2 separate regions of the Bos taurus genome follow, and region 1 is linked to region 2. The links are chromatin contacts, called in public Hi-C maps. All regions are on one chromosome and are shown on one strand. Each heading gives the region's core, a stretch centred on a gene start, on an enhancer-like site or on the middle of the called end of the contact. The rest is flanking DNA. Distances are from core to core; before and after follow the strand shown. Region 1 has its middle 99 kb from the start of TBL1XR1. Region 2 has its middle 130 kb from the start of TRNAY-GUA.

The links. A called contact is a pair of places that touch in the nucleus more often than the background predicts.
Region 1: a Hi-C map of blood shows a contact between it and region 2, with 2.9 times the contacts expected there. The contact joins two enhancer-like sites. A contact is called at or near these places in 2 of 11 Hi-C or Micro-C datasets (blood and skin fibroblasts).

The regions. Positions count from the first base shown.
Region 1 is chr1:90,016,412-90,022,716 of ARS-UCD2.0, reverse strand. No RefSeq gene overlaps it. Among named protein-coding and RNA genes, the nearest start is that of TBL1XR1, 99 kb to the left of the region's middle. Within about 2 kb of position 2,331, at least 33 of the 102 cell types and tissues checked have an H3K27ac peak or open chromatin away from gene starts, as enhancers often do. A contact at or near this core is called in blood, where this site is marked.
Region 2 is chr1:89,928,143-89,934,654 of ARS-UCD2.0, reverse strand. No RefSeq gene overlaps it. Among named protein-coding and RNA genes, the nearest start is that of TRNAY-GUA, 130 kb to the right of the region's middle. Within about 2 kb of position 2,319, at least 45 of the 102 cell types and tissues checked have an H3K27ac peak or open chromatin away from gene starts, as enhancers often do. A contact at or near this core is called in blood, where this site is marked.

The DNA.
Region 1 (6,305 bases), core at 1,082-3,581, 88 kb before region 2:
TGAATTATTAAACTGCATTTATACATTTAATATATTCAATCTTTTTAAAATACTTTATTACTCAACAAACAAAAGAATCACAAGTCATGCTCATAAATATGATAAATTAATTTTAAAATAGGATGAATCTTATTCTTTTGAATATTACAAAAATACAGATTTAATAAACTCATATCTTTTCATTAGAAATCACAAATCTAAAACAATGACAGAGCTTATGGAGATAGTTTAAATTGGCATCTCGAGGATAACCTGTTAAGCATTCTAAAATGTCAAATTATCTTAAACATAAATGTTTATAAGACCAAACACAAATAGGCACAAATTATTTCTAAGCATAGAATAAAAAATTTACTTTCGTAGACTTGAAAAGTTTAAGTAAGTAATGAGATACTTCTTTGTTTAACTTGATGCTTTACTGGGACTAAAACAAACATGCTTTAAATAAAAAAATTCTACTGGTCCAGGTGAGTTAGGATGAGTGGCTAATCGTCCTAAGAGGTTCTGGCTGGATATGTAGACATTAGGGTAGCATTTCTCATAGCTGATAAAACATACTGAATCCTCCTTAATGCCAGTCAATGTGAATAACAAATTATCGCCTGCAAATGGCTAGTGGTCTTGCCGCTGTTCCTGTTCACAGATTCTGCCTGCATCTATTTCTTGCAAGTTATTTGTATTTGTGCCCCTACTGCTAGATTGGGGCTAGTGGTAAAGAACCCGACTGCCAACGCAGAAGACTTAAGAGACACAAGTTCAATCCTGGGTCAGGAAGATCCCCTGGAAGAGGAAATGGCAACCCACTCCTATATTCTTGCCTGGGAAATCCCAAGGACGGAAGAGCCTGGCAGGCTACAGTCCATGGGATCACAAAGAGTTGGACACGACTGAGCAACTGAACAGAAAGCACAAAGCACTGCTAGACTGCTGACAAACCTAGCTGAATTCAACCGATTTATGAACTATTTCATTCTGAATTTTATTGTTTTTCATCTCTGATGAGACTACAATTCTTAAAGAAGTTAACTGTGCACTCTCTCATGTCTGTGACTGGCTCTGCAGTTCTGAACACACACACACATACACACACACACACACCTTCAATAATGGAAAGAGAGCAGCCTTCACTTTATAAGAATATGCCAAATGCCCTCATTTAAAGATTTCTCAAACTGTGTTCCATTCATTGTGGACACATCGCATGTGGTATAGTGAATAAAAGGGTCAACATTTTAAAAGTTTGGGAAATCTCACATGTTAAAATATCTTCTAGATGTTTGCAATGTTCGTTAGCATATTAAAGACTGAGAAATTTTGCAGTGTGAAAATCTTATAAACCCACTGAACCCCCTTTTTAAAGACATATCTTTCAAAGTCTTGCCAGGCTAGCATTCTGTGAAACATATCTGGTAAATTGTGTTCAACTTGGTAAAATACCTTTAATTCTTGATCTTTTATTTGTTTACTTTTTGGAGATTCTAGCTTAGATATACAACTAAATGGACTTCCTAATACTTTCTTAGGGCTTCCCAGGTGGCTCAGTGGTAAAGAATCCACCTGCAAATGCAGTTGATGCAGGAGACATAGGTTTGATCCCTGGGTCAGGAAGATCCCCTGGAGGAGGAAATGGCAACCCCCTCCAGTATTCTTGGTTGTAGAATCCCAAGGACAGAGGAGCTTGGGCTACAGTCTGTGGGGTCACAAAGATTTGGACATGACTGAGCACATGCAATACTTCTTTTCCCCTAAACTTATCCCACCCTGCCATAGATAAAATTCAACAGTTGCAGCTCTTCCCCACAGGGGAAACTGCTCTCCCAGGGGAAAAAGGCAAGAGAAACTGTGTGTCCTGTGGCAAGTCCCCTCCAAAGAGAGAGGGGAAGTCCCTGAGTACCTTGTGCTCACTCATTTCCTTCCCGCAGGCTTGAAAGTCACTGTCCTTTGCAAAGACTCAAAGAATGCCTCCTGAGGCACAGATGCCCCCATCCTTCTTCAGCTTTTGATGTTGTGATCTTCCTTGAGCAACACAAAGGGAAGACTGTGAATGCCAGAACCAGGTTATTGTTGAGTCAAATAAAATGCACTTGATTTTAGACACATTTAGTGATAGGAATAACCACCACAGGGCTAGGTGAAGGGTCAGAGGAACTGAGTTCTAGATTGCAGCTCCACTTAAGTTGTGTGTAATCTTAGACAAAGCATCAACCAGCTCAGCTTCCTCATTAATAAAAAGGGAGGACATGAACAGCATTGTTCCAGAGTCAGGATTCAAAACATTTCTCAGCCAGTTCTGGCCACACAACATCATCCTGCCAACTGGCAGCCTCACAGCCTATCTCCATCACTCAGTCAACATCTATCGGTGCTACCACGTGCCAGCTACTTCACAGGGCTGACGCATGCATCTAATTAAATAATGTTTGTGAAAGCGGATCACAGCCTCCTTTCAAAAGCAAAGTATTTTTAGTCATTATTATTCTGTGTAATAAAAGGTATAAAGAATAAGAGAGATGGGAAGCTTCTTAGACACGTCTCACATGTTTCTTCATCTTGCCTATCCCCCTAGGGGCAGCAATATTAACTTTGAGAACAGAAGTCACTTCAAGCAATAGCCAGAGGAAGTGGAGACCTGGGCCAAGACCAGCCTGAGACACAGCTTAACCTCAAAACATCAAACAGTAGTGAGAGCGAGCATGTTATTGAGTACTTACCATGTGTTAGGTTTCTTGTTCAAAACCATTTTATGCAGATTAGCATTTAATCCTGGCCATACCTGGATGAATGTGTGTGTGTGTGTGTGTGTGTGTGCATGATCAGCCCTGTTCTACCGTTTGTGACCCCATAGACTATAGCTCACCAGGCTCCTCTGTCTATGAAATTTCCCAGGCAAGAATACTAAAGTGGGTTGCCATTTCCTCCTCCAGGGCACCCTCCTGATCCAGGGATCGAACCTGCATCTCTTGTGTCTCCTCCATTGAAAGGAAGCTTCTCTATCACTGCTCGCCCTGGGAAGCCCAGCTGGATGAATGAGGAGCTATTATTATCCCCTGTCCAAAGATGAGGAAACCGAATCACTGGCTGATTCAGGGACTTGCCTGAGGTTCCCTAGCTAGTAAATGTCAGCACTGGATTTTCTTTTAGGCAGATGAGTTCATGTCCTTAACCACGACTCCACACAGGGGTTGGGGTGGGAGAGAACTGCAGCTGCCAGAGAGCATTCTGGGTCACAAACCACACCTGGAGGTCCTGGGAGGCCTGAGAGAGGAAGTCTCAGAAGCAGACATCTCCACAGCTCTTAGAGGGAAGGCACAAGACCCTCAGTCTCCAGAAACTCCTGGCTGGCAGGAGCCCTTGCCCACAGGCATTGAGAACTGGGGCACCCACAGCCTGAGGAGGGGCAGCTCCAGGGCATAGCATGAGGTGGAGTCGGGGAAGGGGGCAGGAAGAAAGGAGGGGAGGAAAGGACTGCAGTCCTCCATCCAGCTGGGGAAAGGCAGCCAGGTCAATGGGTTTGCCTTTGGGTGGGAGGATTAGCTCTACTGAGTAAATACACCTGGAGCTGAGGGCTGGGGTGGGACTTCCTCCTCCTGAGGCGTCAGAGATGAGTTACAGAGGAGTGAGGGCAGAGAAAGGGCCCTGGCAGGCTGGGAAGCTGGGGACCAAACTTACTGTAAAGGGCTACTGTATCTAGCCCTTAGGCTTTGTGGGTCATGTTCTTTGTCTCTCCCCCTTCTCCCCCCGCACCCTCCCCGCCACCTTTTAAAAAGGTATACACAGTTCCTAGCCCAGGCTGTGACTGAATTTGATCTGCAGGTTACAGTTTTGCCAACCTTTACTCTGGGCTGCCCTCATGGCTCAGATGGTAGAGAATCCATCCGCAAAGGAGGAGACCTGGGTTCCACCCTTGGCTGGAGAACATCCCCTGGAGAAGGGCATGGCCACCCAGTCCAGTATCCTTACCTGGAGAATTCCATGGACAAAAGAGCCTGGTGGGCTATAGTCCATGGGGTCACAAAGAGTCGAACACAACAGGGTGACCAACACGTTCACTTTCTTCTTTCAACTCTCACTCTAAATAAATCATCGGTAAACCTCACGTTTTACCTGAGTCTGACCCTGCCCTCCTCTCCAAAATTGGCCATTGACCTTGAACTAGGAATCTCCAAAGAATTGGAGGGACCCTGCTTGGACCTTATTCAAGGAGTTGGATGAGGAAAAGGGCGTAGGATTCTAACTCTGGTGATGCTTCGTGAAATCTGAGTGAGGTGTGTTCCTCTGAGGTGCCTGAAGACTAACTCTTTTTGGCCACCCAAAGGTTGGCTCTGGAGATGTTTATGCCATGCACAGCTGCACACGTGAGCAACTCTGCAAGAGTTAGGTCCCATGCCACATTCCATTTGAGAAGTGATGCCTGAGACGATATTGCAGAGCAATGATACTTGGTATTATTCTATTTCAGGGAAAGTGAAGGAGCCACCTTTCCCTCTTTACCCCAGAATGGAATGTCCCGATGTTTTTGAGAAGAACCTGACCTTAGCAGGAAGAGACTGTACCTTTAAGTAAACTTGGCTCTCGGTCACAATGTCTCCTTTGAAGAGCCCAGCTATGCAATAAGGAAGTTCAGGTGTAAAAACAAGCTGCTTTACATATTTTGCTCTTAGAGGGGCAGCTCATTGTCCTACCATCTGCCCCAAACTGTCTCATATCTAGACACAGAACAGTCTTCTCTTCCCACCTTGAAGTTGAGCTAAAGCTATTCTTAACTAACACAGAGGCCGAGGTGTTTTCTGGCTGTGCTGGCTCTTCACTGCTGTGTGTGGGCCTTACCAAGTTTCGGTGAATGGGGACTGCTCTCTGCTTGTGGGGCACAAGCTTAGTTGTGGCCCCGCAGCTGTGGGCAGCAAATGTAGGGTCCCTCCTCAGACTCCCCCACTGCCCATCCCTCACCCTAGTCAGCATACATTCTACCAATAAGGGTAGCAGGGTGAGAACTTTGAGAAGTATTTTAAAAAGAGAATTATAAAACACATCCAAAATATAGAAAAAGGATTCCTTTTTCTTTAATCTTTTAAAAATATGAGATCAGGATGATAGTAATAAGTAAGATTCATGCCCACACCCTTGCAATTTCTTAAGACTAATCAGTATGTGGTAAAAATTGTTTTCTAAAGCATATGCTCTTAGATATATCTCTTTATATAGACATATACATATAGCTAAATCCCTAATTAATAGAGGAAATATTTGAGGTAATAAAATGTTATAGAAATTACAGTATTGTCTTACATCATGTTTATGTTTGGTAAATATGTTAAATACTCCAGCTTGATTTAATGTAAAACAGGTACATAATAACACACAAGCAAAAGTATATAAAAGGCCCATTATAACCAAAGTGTTTAATAAATGGTATTTCGTTATTTTTCTCAGATATGTGCCAACAAAATTGTAAAGTGCCAAGAAAAGCAGGAATGGTATTTAAGGTTCTGGCCAGCTTTGGACTTGAATTTAAGTTTTCGACCTGAAGGTTTCTGAAAATGTGTGCTTTAAAGATGATGCTGGTATCTAGAACAGATACTCCAATCAACACACATACACCCCCTACACACACACACACGTACACACACACACACACACACACACACACACACGAGGGAGGCAAGAAAAGAAGTATTTCGGGAGAGAGCAGGGATTCTTACATGTGAAGATTATTTCCGTGAACCACGATCCTGTGATTCAGCATTCATAAAATAAATCGTTTACAATTTGAGCAAACTAATGTCAGGTTCCTGCAGTGCTAAAGAAAATGGCTTGTGGGAGTTAATAAGAAATAGGGGCTGGAACAAGTGTGTGGAGCCTTTGTTCTGTTCCAGGGGGTTGACTGTCCTTAGAAGGCTTACAAACCACTATTTATGACTCACCTCTCCACCCACACTTCTTCTCCAAGCTCTTAATATCACTTAGGTCTTCTAGTGTTATCCTAGGATTTTAATTCCACAGTTCAGTTCAGTTCAGTTGCTCAGTCGAGTCCGACTCTTTGCGACCCCATGAACCGCAACACACCAGGCCTCCCTGTCCGTCACCAACTCCCGGAGTCCACCCAACCCAACGTCCATCGAGTCAGTGATGCCATCCAACCGTTTCATCCTCTGTCCTCCCCTTCTCCTCCTGCCCCCAATTCCTCCCAGCATCAGGATCTTTTCAAATGAGTCAGCTCTTCGCATCAGGTGGCCAGAGTACTGGAGTTTCAGCTTCCACATCAGTCCTTCCAAAGAACACCCAGGACTGATCTCCTTTAGAATGGA
Region 2 (6,512 bases), core at 1,070-3,569:
GCTTTTAATAAGATCTTAAAGCATTTAGGAAGCATTAATTAAGCTTTACAAAGCAACTCTAAGATGATTTGATCAATTCAAAAACAGTTATAAAGTTTGTACTCAGCTTTCAATTACTGTATGTCCTAGTGGAGAAAAAGCACAGATAATACCCCCAAAACATTTCTATTGATTGAACAGTGGTACAGATATTTTTAAAAATGTGGCTAGTCCAAAATCCTTTATATTTGATCAGAATGTGTTACATGATTTTTAATGAAATCATATGAAATATACTATCATATTTATGCTTTAATTAAATGAAATTTATGGTGAAGTCATCTCCTTGTATATATTCTGATTACTGAAAGGAAGAAATAGCTGTGTGTCAGGCTGATTGTCAGAAGTGGTCCAGAGATGTGTGTTTTTGTCTGCAAAGTGAAATCACCTATAGAAGGTTGCATTTCATATTACTTTAGAGATCAGAGAGCTCTCGTCCTAGATAAACCACATCAGCATGAGACCAGCTCATTTGGTAGGTAAAAATGAGGTCTACTATAGTGACAGATAATTTGCTGGCAATGGTTAATAATGTTACTATTTACAATTGAGAGGAAAGAGAGGGGCAATGAAATTTTTTTTACAATGAAAGAACGTTTGAGTAAGTTATGTCCCATCTACCTCATGTCATGCAACGACCACTAAAAAATTGTAACTAGGTGACAACAATCTCAACCAAGAGAGACAGCGCTTCTTCTAGGCTATGTCTTTCTCTAGTTCTTGTTTCTGGGTTGGATGCCCCTTCTGCCTGAGATTGAAGGCGACCTATTGTCTGTATATTCTTCATTATAGTTCCTCTGAGAGATCCTGTGCTGTTTGACAGTTGGGACCATGGCAATATTATTAATCATTTTATTTCCAAATCCTAGCCAAGTATTTGGCCCATGGTTGAGTGTGTGTTAATTGTTCAGTTGTGTCCGACTCATTGTGACCCCACGAACTGTAACCTGTCAGGCTCCTCTGTTCATGGCATTTCCCAGGCAAGAATACTGGAGGGGTTGCTATTTTCCTTCTCCAGGGGATCTTCCTGACCCAGGGATTGAACCTGGGTCTCCTGCATTGCAGGCAGATTCTTTACTGTCTGATCCATCAGGGAAGCCCATGATTATCACTCACTAAATACTAATTTCAGTCAAAAAGGATGTTACGATTAATAATACCAAAAAAAGGGGCTTCCCAGGTGGCTTCAGTGGTAAAGAATCTGGTTGCCAGTGCAGGAGATGCAGAATACACAGGTTCCCTGGGTTTGAAAGATCCCCTGGAGGAGGGCATGGCAATCCACTCCAGTATTCTTGCCTGGAGAATCCCATGGACAGAGGAGCCTGGAGGGCTACAGGCCATAGGGTCACAAAGAATCAGACATGACTGAACAACTAACACTTTCACTTTTACAATTATGTATCTATTTGTGTGATCTTATTTTTTTTTGCTGCTGCCTCCATGTAGGCAAACACTATGCATTTTTGTCTTGTTTTGTCATTGCTACTCTATCCTCAAGCTTAGCACAGGATCTGTTACATAATATGCATGTGTATATATTTCTTGCCTGGATAAATGAATTCATTTGTGTTCATGCATGCATTCCCAGTGGGACTGAGTTAGCAGGTAGAATGATCACACAGAGCTTCACCGATGGGGAAGAAAGCAAGAGCACAGTTATCAAATGAATATGAGTTGGGGGCCAGAAAAGGACGCCATAGATGTTGAGACTCAGAATCAGGGGTCAGGGTTACCTGTCTCTCTTGCCTAAGGGGACAGTGGGTCCAGGGCCTTTTGGTTTAGGGCTGAGCAAAGATGTGTTCACAGGTGCTTTCAGCAGTGTGCAGAGGTCTTGGGACCCTGTGGTCTGGAAGCCACAGAGGGCTGACGTAGTGTGTTTTGAACATGTTTGGTTCAGTTCATCACTAAGCTCAGAAGGAGTGCATGCAAGGTTCTTTTTCTCCCCTTCCCTACCTCAGCCTGTATTAAGATATCTGAAGTCAAGGAAACCCCAACAATCATCCAAAAACTTCACCACCACCCCAGCCCTGCTTCTCCAAACAGCATTAGTGTTCTTTTTGCCTGATACACACACACACACTCATGAGGTGGAAATTTGTAGGTTTGTGCACAGAAAGCATGTTGGGAAAGCAATACTCGGAGTCCTTCCCCTTCCTTGAGCAGGCCTTCACAAAAGAAAGCTTTCTGTTACTTCTGCAGGAAGTTGCGGAGGGAGGCCTAATAGGATTCTTTTGCACACAGCTCGCCCTGTGCCGAGGTGAATCATACATTTCTCTGATCAAGCCTTGCTGTCAGTGACTCAGGCCTCTCACGGTGTCCCCTGTACCCTTACCCTGGGCTGCCTCTCAGCTGTGGCGCGCAGCCTCTCTCATTCACAGGAGGGCAGATGCCGTCTTCCAGTCAAGTTCTCTCTCCAATAAACCACTCTGCTTAGGGCTCACCCTGGTGTGATAAAACTGTGGCGGGCCTAATAATAGAAACCACAAATCCTGCCTGCCAATCCTGCATTCTAACCTCTAATCCACTTGTAGCAAGGACAAATGTTTTCAGGAAAATAAAATGACTCTGCGTAGAGCACAGTGACACAACAGCCCCCGTTGTCAAAATTTCCACCCAAAAGCCTAGAAGCAAGGGGCTGGCTTCTACACTCCTCTCCTCAGTCGCCATATACCTGGTTTCAGCCTTCCTCTAATTTCTAATACAGCCTGAGTGACAAAAGCAATGAAAAAGAAAATGAAAAGAGGACACGGGCAGGAGGAGGAAAGATACATACAATTTCATCATTGTTACAACTTATTTAACGATGGGAATTTGTCTTCTGTCATTCAGTACAAGGCAGAGAGCCCAATAGAAGTTCGGTGTTAGATGAATAGGACTCTCACGTTAATCAAACGGAAAGTTGGCTACGTGGGTGGATTCCTTAACTGAGTGACTGGATTTGAGGACCTGCGGCAGCCAGCACAGTGGAAAGTATCCTCAGAAAACCCAAGAGTGAGTCCCAGCTCACCACCCACCAATCAGATCTGGTTCCGAGAGACAATTTATTTCATCCCTCCAGCCTCGGAACTCTCATCTCTAAAACAGTGTTGAAAGTAACAGACCTATTGGCTGCACAGAGCTGATGTTGAACCGTGGTGAGAGAGAATGTCTAGGAAATGCTGTGTAAACTGTAAATCTGTCTGTAACTAGGAGGAATGATTATCACTGGACACAGATCCATCGATTGTTTCTGATTGGCTGTACACAGAATTAAAGGCCCCCAGAAAATAGCTCAGCCTTCCTCTCTAGCCCCCAGAAAATAGCTCAGCTCTTCCTCTCTAGTTTGACTATTCTACTCAAACCTTGCCTCTCACCCTTCAGTCCTGAGGGTCTCCAAAGACCTCTGGCTCTCAGTTAACTGTTACACCCCCAGCCAGCGGTAGGGCAGGAGTTCCTGGTTTGATTTGTGTTTTAACCAGCTCGGCCCTGCTGCGGCTTGGTCACCAATGTGCTGTCACAAAGACACAAACCAGAGTGGAATTAAACACAAACTATGGTGAGAGAGGAGTTCTGAGAAGAATCTGATTTAACAAATGAGCTATGTGAACAGGACTCGGAAAACTGTGACTGCAGACTTCTCTCAGGAGCTCGAACTTTCTCAGTTTTGAAACACCACATTTACTTAGCCTGGTGGTGAGTGTCAGTGAATTAACAATGTGCACTGAAGTCTCTCAGCTGGCAGTGTGATAAAATTTAAAATATTTTTCTCGTTCAGTATCATGTTAGAATTTTCATGGCATTAATGAAAGGACGTGATGCAATGGAAAAGGATCTGCTTGCTAATACAGGAGATACAAGAGTCTCAGGTTCGACCCCTGGGTCAGGAAGATCCCCTGGAGAAGAAATTGGCAACCAACTCCAGTATTCTTGCCTGGAGAATTCCGTGGACAGAGAAGCCTGACAGTCTACAGTCCATAGGGTCGCAAAGAGTCAGATATGACTGGGAATACACACACACAGAATGAAATGAATAGTAACGCTGTTAGGAAGAGAAAAGTGTTAGTAGCACCCAGGTCTCCTGCATTGCAGGCAGATTCTTTACCATCTGAGCCACCAGGGGTTGAATGTATTTTCAGGGAGTTTTGGGGCGGTTCATTCTTCTCTTTTGAAATGCATGACAATAGATTTATAATTGAAGAAATAAAGAAAGAGGTCAGGAACAATCAGCACCTGATCATTGGAAGACAGCCACTTACTTTTTTTTTTTTCTTTATAGATAACAATTTAGTAGTTTCTTGTATATCTTTCTGATATTTTTATACATATCCAAGCAAATACAAATACATAATCATATGTATATGAATACATCTCCCCTTCCCCCCACTTCTCAAAAGGTGAGTCATCCAGTATTTTATGTCAGAACACTTACAGCCATGTTCAAGTAATAATAATAAAACAGCTATAAGAGAGTAGATGTTTTTGGCCTAGACTTTGGCTGGTTATAACTTCTGAATGTGAGAGTCTTGGTGGTTACAGATACATATCTTGCTGTAGTACTTGCTAATCAGAACCAATCATTTCCCTTGGTTCCCAGAGGCTACCAAATAATATACATTTGCCTTTACCCTGCTCTGCAGTGAAAATAAAATCAGAAGAGAAAGAAGAAGATATGAAGTGGAACAGTGTGGTTGGGAAATTCCCACACCTTTACCCTAGAAAAAAAAAAAGAAAGAAACTTGCTTATAAGTAAGGCCAAAGGGAATATTAAATGCATACAGTATGAGTCAAAGTACATCCTCTTAACATTTATTCATCAAAGTGGATCGTTGATCTTGGCTGCATATGTGAAATTTAAGGGTAGCAGCCTGGGCTCTCTGTCAGTGCCTTTGTATCAAAAACCACAAGTGTCTGAGTTCTTACTGCTTAAGTGCCTAGATTCTAGGATGTTTTGGTTCTGTTTTTTTTTTTTTTTAATCTTGTTTTTGGCTCTTGAGAATCCAAAGAATGATTTCTTAACAAAAAATAAGACTAGCCAATAAAGGAAGAAAAATCAGAAAATTCCTCCATGATTTAAGACAAGATTTAAATATTTTTTCAGTCTTTTCTTTCTCCAAGCAGATTTAATTTAGAAGTATGAACCAAGAAAAATTACAACATTGTGCTCTGGCCAGCTTGCTTCAGATAATAGCTTGTGTGACCAATGGAAGTCTTGGGGGAAGGGAAATTCAGAGAGTAACGAGGAACTTCTCTGTCATCTCAGGGTTTCACAATACACACAGGAAACATTTGTAGCTGGCCCTCCGTTAGCCCAAAAGATTAGCTAATCCCTTGTTTCACCATAAAATGCATTTTCAGTGGAAGGTCCTGAACTGTATGCAAAGAGTCAGTGTGGCAGGCTCACATTTCTCCTGAATTACAGTTGAAACATGCTGTATACTGTTCATGCAGAGTTGGGCGGTCAGGAACCTGGGGTGGTTCCTAGGGGTGTGCTGGATGGACCTGAGCCTCTCCTAGCCCACCAGTGGAGCAAGCCAAGTCCCATGTCTAGGGTGCCCTGTGAATCCTGCAACACTGTTCTTAGAGTAGTATCAGATTCCTGAAGCCCAGAGTTGGATTAACTGTCCAGGTACTTCAGCCAAATTCTGACCCAAATAAATACATCCTGTTGATATAACCTTTCACTTCTGTATAGTGGAACCGTGACCTCCTGTTGCTCCTAGAGACAAGATAAGCAGTTACATCCTACCCTAGTGCTTTTGAAATGCCTTTACCAATAGCCTGAAGCCTGCTTCATCATTTGTGGGTTGCCCACTGGCTCTTTTTTCTCTAGACATAGTCATTTATTTCAAAAGTGCTGGATGGAGTTTTTGAAATTATAATTATTTAAATTTTATTTTAATTTAAAGAATTTATCACAGATTTATTATGCTAGAAGACACTTTAGAGATCATCTAGTCCAATGGTCCAGTGCCTTATATTTTAAATATAAAGACATGGAGAGTCCAGAGAAGTTAAGTGCCTTGCTCAAGGTCACTCAGCTAGTTAGCTCTAGTAAATTTGCCGTGAGTGCACAGGCTGAATTCCTAGACTGTACCTTCAGGTTCCATGTTTCCATAGCACCTCAGTAAACAAAGGCCCTAACTAAGAGAGCAGTTTTGTCACATGTGTGACGCCTAGCACTTCTCGCTTCTAAGATGTGGTGGGGATCCTACCAAGAATGCCCGTGGCCTGAGATCAGCTCAGAGGGTCAGCTGCTCACAGAGTTTCCTGTGTGCTGAGGCACCATAACAGCTGGGGCCTATCAGTCACATTTGTCTTTCTGAAAAAACCCCATAACGAAGCTGTAATTTAGCATAGATTCCAAATCACACAAATGACCAAAGTCATATGCTTTGCCCATCTTGCACCAGAAAGTTCTCTCTCTATATATAAAATACAAAAATATTAAATAAATTCTAGGAGTAATTAGGGTGAAGGGAAAATTGTTTTAGTTT